Linked DNA regions of Triticum aestivum: region 2 is linked to region 1. A link is a contact called in public Hi-C data. All regions are on one chromosome and are shown on one strand. Each heading gives the region's core, a stretch centred on a gene start, on an enhancer-like site or on the middle of the called end of the contact. The rest is flanking DNA. Distances are from core to core; before and after follow the strand shown.

Region 1 (6,472 bases), core at 1,706-4,205:
ATTCTCAGAGCCCGCATACACGACAAGCACAGTCTAACTGTCATTAGTTTGAGGTGTCTCTCATGCCGTCGTTTCCAGTTTTCCCCTGAATCGTGTCCAGTTCCAGCCTGAATTTATCGCATTTCGAGCCATCGCCGCATATTTCTTTGCCAATGTCAGCTACTTTACTCAGCAGCATTGCATACCTCATGGTATTTTCTGATTGGTCTATGCCAGGGCTGTCCAAGCATTTCTCCCTGTACTGTTTCATCTGCTCTTCTTTAAATTTGGCAGTCCACCTGGGCACTATGTATTGCCCTGGTATTTCATTGACCCCAAACTGTGTGAAAAGTCTGAATATGTGGCAGCACGGTATACCATCCCTAGTGAACTTTGCACATTCGCATTTGATTGCATTGGTGCTGGGCTCGACTAACAGCTCGAAGGAATTTCTGTCAAACTCTGGGTTCTCGTAGGCGGACACCTTTTCCAGTCTGTACACTGTCCCCGTCTGTATCTCCTGCACGTTGAATGCTGTAGAATGGAGTAGCTCCCTCTGCACTTTCAGAAATATCTGCCTTGTGTAAATGCGTGCTGCATGCTTTTCTATTGGCTGCATTGAGAAACATGAAGGTTCAGTTCTTGATTGCAGCCTATCTTCATCATCTGTTTCCATTATCCTCTCTTGTACGTCTTCATATCTTTCAAGGAACTTCTCTATTCTGTCCTTAGGAAGCACATAGTCCTTGAATAATGAGTTTGCCCCCTCGCAACATCCAGTCGTTTCCACAAATGGATATAAATCTTCTCTGAAATAAACAGGCACCCACTCTTTCCTTGTTTCCCACAGGAGTTGCAGGTACTCATTTTCACTTGCACTGTATCTCTCAATCAGCGCAGCCCATCCTTCCTCAAATTCTGTTTCTGTTAGAGAGTTGTTAACTAGGGCATGCAACTCTGAATTTATGTTACCTCTTGCTGCTATGAAACCTCCAAGCTTTTCCCGTGCTTTCCTCATTACGTGGAACTTACAGAACCTGTGCTTTACTTGTGGCATAACCTCCGAAATTGCTTTTGCTATAGCTTCATCCTGGTCTGTTATGATTGCTCTTGGCATTTTCCCTCCCATTACATGGAGGAATGTTTGGAACATCCATTTGAAGGTTTCAGCTTTCTGATCCTGTAGCAAGGCGTATCCAAACACGAGAGTTCTTCCATGCTCATTCATTCCACTGATAGAAGTGAAAAGCATATTGTGACTAATTGTGCTATAGGTGGTATCAAATGATAAGACATCTCCGAAGATCTCATAATCAAGCCTCGACCTTGCATCAGTCCAGAAAAGACTCCTGACTATGCTATCTTCATCTGTTTGCATGGTGATGGAAACACATGGGTTTTGCAGCTCCAGTTCCTTCAAATGCTTCACTGTTGTTTCTACGTCCGAGTTTGGTTTTCCCTGTTGTTCTGCACACTGTGACGTATTCGCATCTTTTGTGTTGAATGGTAAGCTCCCCAAAATACCTCTCATTCTCTTGAAGATCTTCATAGCTTTCTTGGGATGTATACTACTTTGTTGCAGAGCTCTTAAAAACGATTTTTCTTCAGCTGACATGTGTTTGCAGCTAAGGAAGAATTTTGTGAGTGACGGGCTTGGACATAACGGATGGTTGTGCTCACTCCGAACTGATGTGTACTCCCATTGCCCCTTAACAGGCTTCACGACCGCCCTTGCCTCACATTGTGCCTTATTCACAGAATATACTTCCCTCTTCCTCTTCAGGTCCTGAGATGGCGCCAATTTGCGGCTCCGGTTGCATTCCACGTGGAACTTCTTTCTCATAAAATTCGGTCCCCTAATTGCCACAAAACCAGACAGGAGAGCATGTGCACTATAGTATCGGGTCGCATCTTCAAGGGTTGGGAATCTCATTCCAACTTCTGGTGGTCTTGGATTAACCAACTCCTCAAAACCAGGATAGAAGTACTTTCCTGGTTCTTTATCTGTCTCATTCCCAGAGCTGCCGTCTGAATCACTTGCACTGCCTATGTCATTAATTGGCATTTCATTGATTCCCATAATATCATGTAACTGGCTTTGTTCTTCAGCAAGCTGCAGTGAAAGGTCCGCTGAGTTTGCATGTATCACCAGTTCATCTGACAGTGCCCCTGAACTCCAATCTGCACCGATTACTGGTTGTTCCTGAATGCAAATAAAAAAAAACATATCAAGCTCTTAGAAAATACTATATACTAGTAAGATTTTTCGATCAAGCTTCGCCATCCAGTTAGCCCCAAGATACGTTTTATTTTGGGGTTCCAATTTTTTCTTTCTTTGGGTTCTCCAAACATCAGGTTGAGGCCCAATGGCCACAATCGCTATGTGTTTGCGATTTCTTTTCCTGACTTGTTCAATTATATTATATGACCCTTCCTGTCACTAGAACCTACAGCAATTTCACAAACTTCATTTTCACTTCAATTCTATCACAAGAAGAAGAAAAATTGAGATACATCTATCAGCAACCTAACTTGTATGGAATCTGCTGGAAGAACAAAGCCTTGATGGGAGAACTGACAAACAGAACAATCAGCGCATGACCTGCCTTTTTCCTGACACATACATAGGAAAAAATTCATGTGCATACCTGATCAGAGGAGATGATTGCGTATCCATCCATCGTGAGTATCTGCCGCCCGACCGTGCTGTGGGCGGGGAGGAGATGACGAGGGGGAGGTCTAGATCCAAATTTCCATGGCGGGGGAGGGGAGGGGAGTCGGATCTGTGTTCTATGCGGCGGCTGCTAGGGGAAAGGAGATGGGAGGGTGGGATTGGACGCGGGGAGGGGAAGACGATGAGATGGCTGCCGCCGCCGTCGAGGAGGATGGCAGGCGTTGCGGCCGGCGACCGGAGCGCTGTGTCTGTTCTCCTTTTTTTTTTCCTTTTTGATGAGTTTTTTTTTTGTTTGAGACAAACTTCTGTGTTTCTTCTTTTTTTTTTAGGGAAAAGCCAATTTATTAATCAAAGTCCACAAGAGGTGGGGTACAAACTTGGTCATGGGGCTGGCCAAGCCACTCATGACGTCCCTTAGAAAGGGAAAGAGCAAATCTTGCTAGTCTATGAGCTTCTACATTAACTAACCGATTTTCGGAAGGAAAACGCTTGAAACCGGCGCACCGGCGGAAACTTCGGCCGGCCACATCGCGTATGTACGATCGAAGGGAACCGTGCAACTCTGGTGCGCACGCAAGATCCCTTCCAGGGATTCAGTTAGCGAGACATAGGACGTGGGCCCCATCCACGATGCCTCTCCCACCTCCCGCATATTCTTTGCTCCTCCCGCGGCATCTTCATTTTTTTCTCTCTCGCTCCCCCGCCATACATGTTGGCATGTTGCTCCTGTGCGCCTGCTGCTCCTCTATTTTTCTTCCTTCCCCATCTCTGCAGCACGCCGGTCACACATCCCAAAGGTCTCCCTTGCCGCACCCCCGTCCCCGTGCTACAGCCAAGCCCCCAAGTGCTGAAGCAACCGACGGGGGGCACCGGTGCTGCCATGGCTGGTCGGAGACGCCGTGCTACGATGTTATTGATTTTTTGGTTGAACTAGGCAGAGCTGAAGTTGGATCCAATAGTTGTTTAGCTGCAACCGGTTGTTGACTAAGGTGGAATCATCTAGTGATTTTGCTACAACCGGCTAAAGTCAGGAGCTGGAACCAGTGTCTGGATTTGCTGGAAACGGTCAGAGCTGGAGCTGGAACCAGCAATTATTTTTGCTGCAACCGTTTGTTTGTTCTATGGTGACGACATGCCGAGAACCGATTTTTGTTGCAACTGGCAACCCACAAAGCTTCCACCAGCAAGTGTTTTTGCTACTACGATGAAGAGTGGAAGCTGCGACCATGAGACAATTGCGCCGCTAGCGACATGCACCCGGCGGCGAGCTACACTCGGCAGCGACGACCATTTTGTTTTTGCTGCAACCACATACAGTTTTTGCTACGGCCGGTAATAAAATTTGGTGCCATGACGACGACCATGTGTTTACGACCTGTGAGGCGAGCTACAACCGGCGGCGACGACGCAATGTTTTTTTTTGCTACAACCATGTCCGATAGAAGCTACAACCATGTCCTGTAGAAGCTACAACCAAGACGAGATGAAACCATGGAAAGTTGGGTGCCTGGGACCGGCGACGAGCGGCTGCTGCTGCGACAAGCGGTAACGCGAAGAGGAGATGGGTGCTGCCGCGTCCCGCCTGAGCGCACGCACGCGGTGGCTGGGGCAGAGACGTTCTGCGTCGAGGGAATATTGAGAGGCAGGAGGAAGGAATTGTTTTTCCTGCTCGCGTTGACCAGATAAAGAAAAGCAGAAGAAAGGAGATGCCTGCATCGAGATAATCAGACGGTTAAAAAACGAGCGCATCTGACGGCTAGGTGCGGGCCGGACGATAGTTTGGGCCGGTCCGCCGGCGCCTAGCACTGGCCTTTTCGAAAATGAAATTACAAGAAAAAGGAATAACTCTAGAGTTGATCTCCGCGACAATGGCTCCATATGGACCCTGGCTCCTTTTGGAAATATCCTCGATGACTTGCTTGCAATCTGAAGATACAATGAATTGTTGTAGACCGAGATCCTGGGCGAAGGCAATTGCTTCCCGGCATGCTATGGCTTCTAGTGTTGCTGGGTCACAAACACCAGCAATAACTAGAGCTGAGCTACCTAGGTAGGCTCCATGGGAGTTCCGGCAAATAGCAACAGCCGATCCGCCTCTGTTAGCGCGAACCGCTGCGTCGACATGGATTTTTGCATAGTTGGCCGGTGGCGCGCTTGGTCTTGGAACTGCTTGCTGTACCCTTGGTGCAACGTTTGATGTTGGTTTGGCTACCCGTACTTGGTCGACATCAGCGATGAAGCGATTTATGAATGCATGTGTAGCGTGGGGAGTCTGGAAGATCACCTCATGTATCGCCTTTCTTCTGGACGACCAGATCGCCCAGAGTGTTACCGTCAGGAGGACAAGTTTTTCGTGAGAGAGAGTATCCATTAGATTGAATAACCAACTCTTAGCTCTCATCTCAGTAGTCGCAACCAGAGAACAGGCAAGTTCCTCGTCCACCAGAGCCCACGTGCATCTGGATACAGTACACTCCAGAGGGAGTGGCGCCATGAATCTGGAGCCCCGCAGAAACCGCATGTGCTCGAAGTAGACATGTTGCGGTGCGCCCTCACATCCTCCGTTGGTAGAGATTGCTTAGCCAGTCTCCACAGAAACATACGGACTTTGGAAGGAACCTCCACTTTCCACAATGTTTTCCAAGAACCCTCTTCCACGCGAGATGTTGAGGGCCCTGCTGATCCATAAAGCCATGCTTCTCTCCTTTGCTTGATTGTTACTAGCATATTGTATGCAGACTTAACTGAAAATTGGCCCCTTCTCTCATGAGCCCAGCTCCAGAAATCTGGGACATTCATAGTACATAAAGGGATACTTGATATCACCTTTGCATCAAAACTCAAGAACGTGGCATTTACCTTGTTGACATCCCATGAGGCCGAAGTGGCGTCCAACAGTTCTGAGACCATCACGGGAGGGTTTGCGGTGATGCAGCCATATGGTCTCATCATCTCTTCTCTGGGCAGCCAATTATCCTCCCATATATTCGTGCTTTCCCCATTGCCAATACGTTTGATCGGGCCAAGTTTGAGTGTGTCACGCCCCTCAATTATAGCCCTCCAAACCTGACTAGGGTGGCTCCCTAGATTAGCTTCGAGGATGGTTGATTGTGGATAATAGATGCTCTTCAGTAAGCGTGCACATAAGGACTCTGGGAATTATAGTAAGCGACAGGCCTGTCTTGCTAACATTGCCAAATTGAATAGTTCGAAATCTTTGAACCCCAAACCTCCCATTGTTTTTGGTTTAGTCATCTCTTGCCATGAGACCCAATGGGGTTTACGCTGCCCATTCTTACTGCCCCACCAGAATTTCCTTATTAATTTGTTGAGGTGCTCACAGAGGCCTCTTGGAAGCTTGAAACATGACATGGAGTATACCGGCACTGCTTGTGCGACCGATTTGACCAAGACTTCCTTCCCTGCGGTAGACAGGAATTTTTCAATCCATCCTTGAATTTTACTCCAAAGTCTGTCCTTAAGGTATTTGAAGGCCCCGTTCTTTGAACTTCCAATATCAGAGGGCATCCCAAGGTATTTCTCATTTAGGGTTTCGTTAGGAACATTGAGGAGTCCCTTAATCTGGTTCCGTATGCTGTCAGGAACACCCTTGCTGAAAAAAATTGAGGATTTTGCATAGTTTATTCTCTGACCTGATGCTTGACAATAGGCTTCCAACACCTGGTTCACCTCGGTAGCTCCCACACTATTTGCCTTAAAGAACAGCAGGCTGTCATCGGCGAATAAGAGATGGTTTACCGGAGGTGCCGTAGGCGCCACCTGTATCCCACTCACGTTTGATGACTCACTTTTCGATTT
Region 2 (6,472 bases), core at 2,542-5,041, 210 kb after region 1:
TTGCCATGTATTGCTTCAAATTTGGTCAATACATTTATGACGGTCGTTTATGGGCCGAAAGTTTCAAGGGCCAAAAAATGGGCCCAAATGAAGCAGGACCTTTAACAGGCCGGAAACACACCGGCCCGTAATTCGGCCCAAATACTTAGTGGACTGTTAGCGGGCCAGAAGTGGCCATGGGCTGCGATGTTGAAAAGTTTAGAATGGGCCGTTGACGGGCCGATTTGACAATAGCCATACGGGCCTTAACTATGAATGGGTCGTCTGCAAGTAGGCCGTTAATGGGCCAACCCGCTAATTTTGACTAGGCCAGTCTTTTTAACCTAAATGGGTCGTCGTTGGGCTTTGCCATGTGCCGACGTATCATAGGCGCCTCCTGTCCATTGGGCAGTTGACTGTCCTTTTTGGGTGCTGACACCTGGTTCCTCTGGCCAATGAGAAATTTACATGTGGAAAATCCCCATTGGTTGTGGCTGTTAGCAGGTGACGGTGTCCTGGACTAGGGGTTACTCAACGCGTCGTCTCCCGATCAGTTGGATTGGGCCGAGGACCCCCATGGCCGTATACTCATGGGCCAGTCCGGACAGCTGCCGCATACAAGGAAGAATCCACAAGACTTGGCGATCAAGACAAGGACTCCTCCCCCACCGGCGTATTCAGCTAGGACTCTTGTTATCCTAGGCCTCTGGTGCATTATATAAACCGGGGCCAAGCTAGTCGATAGACATATACAACAATCATACCATAGGCTAGCTTCTAGGGTTTAGCCTCTCTGATCTCGTGGTAGATCAACTCTTGTACTACCCATATCATCAATATTAATCAAGCAGGAGTAGGGTTTTACCTCCATCGAGAGGGCCCGAACATGGGTAAACATTGTGTCCCTTGCCTCCTGTTACCATTGATCCTAAGACGCACTGCTTGGGACCCCCTACCCGAGATCCGCCGGTTTTGACACCGACAACGGGTTATCGGATCCAAAACGGACCCGATAGCTTAACGGCGACCCGTTACGGTGGATGCCACATGTCAGTCACCCTTGACAAAAGCACTTCTATGACACACGATTTATCGTCATGAAAGTGGACACTTCCGTGATGATAATTTTGGTAATGTCATGGAACACTTCTACGATAGCACAGGTATGACTATCTTGATTCTGTCATGAAATTGTCATGGATGTACATGCATGACAAAAAAGTGACCTACTGTGACAAACACGTATCATCACGGAAGTGTATTTTTTTGTACTGGTGGCCATGAGCACGGGGCCGATGCCGCAGGTCGTCGCCAGGGCCGACTCCTCCTCTGCTCTGCCACCTCTCTCCTTCCCGCCGGGGTTTTCACCCCGGCCTCGGTTCGCTGCGACTGTGCAAGCTCCGGTGAGTCAAACCCCCTCAATGTTGCGCGTAGATGTAGATTAGGGGTTTATTTCTTAGGCATGTGTTATTACTTAGTGGATTTAATAGGATTAGATAGGATTCGAGTAGATCCGATTGGATGCGATCCCAATCGAATCCAATCGAACTGATCTGTTCTTGTTTCCTACATTGTGTGTCCTAGGATAATTTTCTTTTGCTACTGCTACTGTGTCCTAGGATATGTGTTCATGCTAGTAGTTGTGTTCATGTTATAATCCCCAATGGTAGTGTGCTTTGCTAGGATCTGTGTTCATGGTAGGGTCTTGCTAGGATCTGTGTTCATGCAAATGGTGTATTCATGTTCATGTTGTTGTTCATGTTGCTACATACATGTTCAAGTTAGGGTTTGTGTCGATTGTTATACGTGCATGTAGTATGACCATTTTAGGATGCTGCCAAATGTGCATGGGTGCACATGAGTGCTATTGGCACTTCATGTTGCTATTTTTAGATGTTTCCATGCTTAGGATAGTGCACTAATGAGTGGCAGTTGCAGAAAAGCAGATGTCACTGATCAGTGGCATTTGCTCATGGGCAAGTACCACTCAGTGGCATTTGCCCAACATCAAGTGCCATTGATTGCCACTGATTAGTGGACTTGCCCAACAGCAAGTGCCACTGATCAGTGGCATATGCCCAACAGCAAGTGCCATTGATATGTGGCATTTGGCAAAGAGTTTATGCATTAATCAGTGGCATTTGCTCTTGGGCAAATGTCTTTGATCAGTGCCATTTTGCAAAGAGTTTGTGCACCAATACTTGTCATCTTACCTGATGACAAGATATTGAAGAGTGACTGGAATGTGGCGGGTGGAGGAGCTCAGGTGGTGGCCGGAGCTGAGGGCGCCAAGGATTTCATCCCCACGAACAGGTGGCTCGGGACGGTGGACCTGCCTGGCAGGACCGCCTTCATGAGCCTGCCTCGTTCAAGGGGACGATCTCCGAGGCAGGGCCACGAGGAGGGGGCCCGGGAGCTGCTGCGCTTCTACTAGCAGATCAAGGACAAGGAGGACCTCGCCATGCTCGTCGTCCCTCGCAAGTTCGTGGAGATGATGAACACCTAGCTGGTCATCAAGCGGCTCCTGCACGTGGTCAGGCTGTCGACGAACAAGCGGTGCATGTTCTGGGTGCAGGTCCAGAACTTCGAGGTGCACATGGTGCTTGGCCGGGGCTGGAACTACTTTTGCCGCCACCATCGGATCGTCCCCAGCGACCTCGTCGTTATGCGCATCTCAGGACTCGGACTGAAGGTTCAGATCTACAACCACGACTCCTCGGTCATGTGCAGGTTTTGTTGCAGCAGGCACAACTACGTTGGTGACACTAAGCATGCAATGTAGTGAAGTAAGGTGTTAGTGTTGAACTTTTATGGTGTGTGGCTAGACTTATGGTACTTGTTTTGAGAACTTGTTTATATTTTGGCCAGGAGCAGCACCCTGACGTGGAGCAGGGAAGGAGGATGCTCCATTGTTAATCTTAAGTAGTTTGCTGTCATTTCCTTACTTGCTTTGTTTGATTTCATTTGGTTGCTTGTTTTGTTTGATCTCATATGTGCTTGCTGTTGTGCTGATTATGTGGTGGTAAGGCCACCACATTTGAATGGGGTGAGCAGAACACAAACGATGCTTGCAACCAAATAACCGAAGTTTGCATCTGCTCACACCCTAAGCACAAAAACGGCAACCAAACAACGGGGGGGGGGGGGGGGGGTAAGTGCCCCTCCATGCGATGCAGACAACCAAACAAGTTGCATCTTTTGCATATGAGGCTGCATTTTAAGAATCAGGCTGACTGGAGATGGATATGCAATGCAGCTACTGTTGCAAACTGGAACCAAACCGCCCTTAGTGTTTGTGTCCTACTCACAAAAGCAAGGCGGTGGAGACTCTGTGGAAATGGAACGAGATTCTTCTTATCTAGCCCCTACTCCGGCGGTGCTTCTAACATCGTCGGAGAACATGCGAAGGTTTGTCTTCGGCGGATCTCGCAGGATTGGGCCGGCGTTTGTCTTCGGTGGACCTAGATGGATTCGGTCTTTGTTCGTCTGTATTTCTGTGTCTACAAATTGGATTCTTTTAATCTACGCTTCTCTTCATCGGCGACGGTTTGGTCCTGTAAGGCCTTAGCACGGCGACTTTCCGACTGTCTACTACAGTAAGGTTTGCCCGACTTTGGTGAAGGAGGAACGTTGATGGCGGTGCACCTTCGGCTCGCTCCGGTATTAGGTGGTCTATGAGTAATTTTTACTTGAGAAGAGAGTGTCAATTTTATGAATTTCCTCGCGGTTCTGGTCGGACACCAAAGGCGAAGTCCTGTCCAAACCGGGGACGGACTGGTCTACCTCTTCGCCGCGAGCCCATCTACCCGCGGCTTTCCCTTTCCTTGAAGCACGCACGAGGGGAACACAAACGAAACCCACCCTCCCCGTCCGTACGTCTCTCGCCCCCTCCACCCGTCGCCGCCGCCGTCGCCCCCCTCCCCGATTCGAGGGCGCCCCGGCCCTTGCTCCCGCCCCAGCCTCCGCTCGCCGGCCGCGCCGACCCCCTAGAGCTCGCCAGCACCGCCACCACCACCACGGTGGCCACTCCTCCGCGGCGCGCGCTGGTGGGCGATGCGATCGGATGAGGTGTGGGCGGCGGCGGCGGCGGTGCTACGTGGAGAAGAGGAGGAGGAGGAGGTGGTGGTCCAGCTTCCCCGCGGCGGCGCCGCACCAGCCCTACGGAGCGGAGGCCGGTGATGGCCCCCACCGCGGAGCCGGCGTCCGCGGCGCCGCCGCGGCGCCCGCGCTCGGGCCCGCCCCCCGGGCTCAAGAACCTCGGCAACACCTGCTACCTCAACAGCGTGCTCCAGTGCCTCGCCTCCACGCCTCCGCTCGCCAGCTTCTGCCTCGCCTCCCGCCACTCCAATCTATGTACCAAACCCTAGCTCCCGCTTCCCCCTGCTCTAATCTGTATCTGTTGCAATTCGTCGCCGTCAGAAGCTAATTCGATATTTATGTCGGTCCGTTTGCTTTGTACAGGCAAAAAGGTGTTCCCCAACAGGGACAAGGAGTGCGCCTTCTGCGTGCTGGAGCGGCAGATTGTGCGGCAGCTTCGGGCGGAGGCAGGGGCTCTGGACTCGCCGGGGAAGGTCCTCCGCAGCCTGCCGCTCTTTGCCGAGCACTTCCGGTGGGGGCGCCAGGAGGACGCCCACGAGTTCCTGCGCTACGTCATAGACGCCTGTCACACTGCTTGCCTCCGCATACGCAAGCGCCTCCCCGTGGTAACTGCCAATGGAGACTGTGGCCCGGAGGAGGGCCGAGGTCAGGGGAGCTGTATGGTGATGAGGGAGACATTTGGCGGGGCGCTGCTCAGCCAGGTGAAGTGCCTTGTGTGCAAGGGGGAGTCGAACAAGACCGACGAGATCATGGACCTCAGCCTCGACCTGCTCGGGACCAGTTCTGTTGGGGATGCCCTTACATGCTTCTTCAAGCCTGAGGTATTGGAGGGTGCAAACAAATACAGTTGTGAAAGGTATGATACCGAGTCTTCCCAACTACTGGAAAATATGTATATTCAGAATCAACTAGGTTTTGCTATTTACTATGAGATTGAAATGCAAAAATGTTTTGGAGAAAACGTATGTTCGGTTCACTAGATTTTCAGATGAAATATTAGGATTCCATGCCAGGAAGGATTTTCATCACTCGCCCATTTTGGTTGCGAGAATCCCTATGGAAAAATGTATGGTCAACTTCCTTTTTGATGGCCATCACCAATCCATGTACTTCGGTGGCTAATTGGAGGATACAAGTATAAACAGGGAGCAAAGTGTGTTTGAGTTTTCTGAGAGAGGGCAAAGTCTTGACATGTTAAAATATGTGGAGCAGTTAATTAAGCTTCACTATTGTCTTGTAGTTTTAGTATTTCGTGGACAGATTACAATTTCTTTTGTTTGTTCTATCGCTCATCGTTCACCTATTCGCCCCCTCTTCCTCTGTATATCCAATTCCTGTGGTGTTGCATCCATTTGAATTCTTATATATTTTTCCTTTGTTATCAAACATGCATTTAAATTGTGAAATGTGGATTTTGGTATTACAGATGCAAGAAACTCACCTCAGCTCGGAAGCAAATGTTCATACTCAAGGCACCTAAGGTTCTTGTTATACAACTCAAGGTTCTAAATCTTTCCCCTGATTTCTTTATTGTGCAAAGAACTTATCTCTTCTATTTTACTTGGGTTATGCTTAAAAGGGATTGCTCATGATCTATTTCTGTTTCCATTTTTGGTGAACTGCTATTAGAGGTTCGATGGAATACATGGTGGGAAGATCAATAGGAACATAGAGTTCAAGGAAGGTCTTGTTCTTTCCGACTTCATGTATGACAAAAACCAGGTATGATACCGTTTGATTGTCACGTGGTTTAGAGTACTGTTGACATTATCCAGGTAGGCGATATTGTGGATGTAAAACTAGTCATGAAAGCAATATACTCCGCATGTAATCAGCTGCTCATGATCACATATGTTACCTTGTTGATTGATATAGTTTTACCATGCAACTTTGTTATGATTATGTTATTACAGGGTACCATCAGTTTCTAGTTAGCTCGGAACTCCTTTAGGAATTATGGGTTAGATTGACTCTCTGGTTCACTGGACCAAAGTTCAAAATCATGAACAGTGAGTTTTACGTGAATGATTTTGAAATAAACAATACGAAAAATGATGAAAACAACATAGTTCACAACAATCAAGCTCATCTTAAAAGATGTGTTGCTTAGTTCTGAAAGTTCTGTCTGAGCTAGTGTAATTGTTGAAGCAACAATTGCTCAGATCCTGGCATTTTTTTTCTATTGGTAAATTAACCTGAATGTGTAAAAAGGCAGACGTATATCACTACACATAGCAAATTTGAGCTCTGATAACTGTTTTAGCAATTTCTAAATCTCCTCAGAACACTCGATAGAGCCAAGTAATTGTAGGGAAGTAACTTTCTGTCCTGTTTTGATATTACCCAGCTCTTATCTTCTATTTTACTTATGCGCTTCTTCTCTGCTTCGGTGAAA

What was found. A called contact is a pair of places that touch in the nucleus more often than the background predicts.
Region 2: a Hi-C map of leaf shows a contact between it and region 1, with 3 times the contacts expected there. The contact joins the promoter of LOC123139538 here to the promoter of LOC123139531 in region 1. A contact is called at or near these places in 2 of 5 Hi-C or Micro-C datasets (both in leaf).

The regions. Positions count from the first base shown.
Region 1 is chr1B:577,659,884-577,666,355 of IWGSC CS RefSeq v2.1, forward strand. LOC123139531 (protein FAR1-RELATED SEQUENCE 5) reads right to left here and starts at 2,956. Exons shown (of 2, transcript XM_044559323.1): 1 at 2,628-2,956; 2 at 1-2,182. The coding sequence starts at 2,660. The coding sequence ends at 44.
Region 2 is chr1B:577,870,352-577,876,823 of IWGSC CS RefSeq v2.1, forward strand. It overlaps LOC123139538 (ubiquitin carboxyl-terminal hydrolase 25), which reads left to right and starts at 3,792. Exons shown (of 9, transcript XM_044559327.1): 1 at 3,792-4,332; 2 at 4,441-4,933; 3 at 5,504-5,579; 4 at 5,707-5,799. The coding sequence starts at 4,158.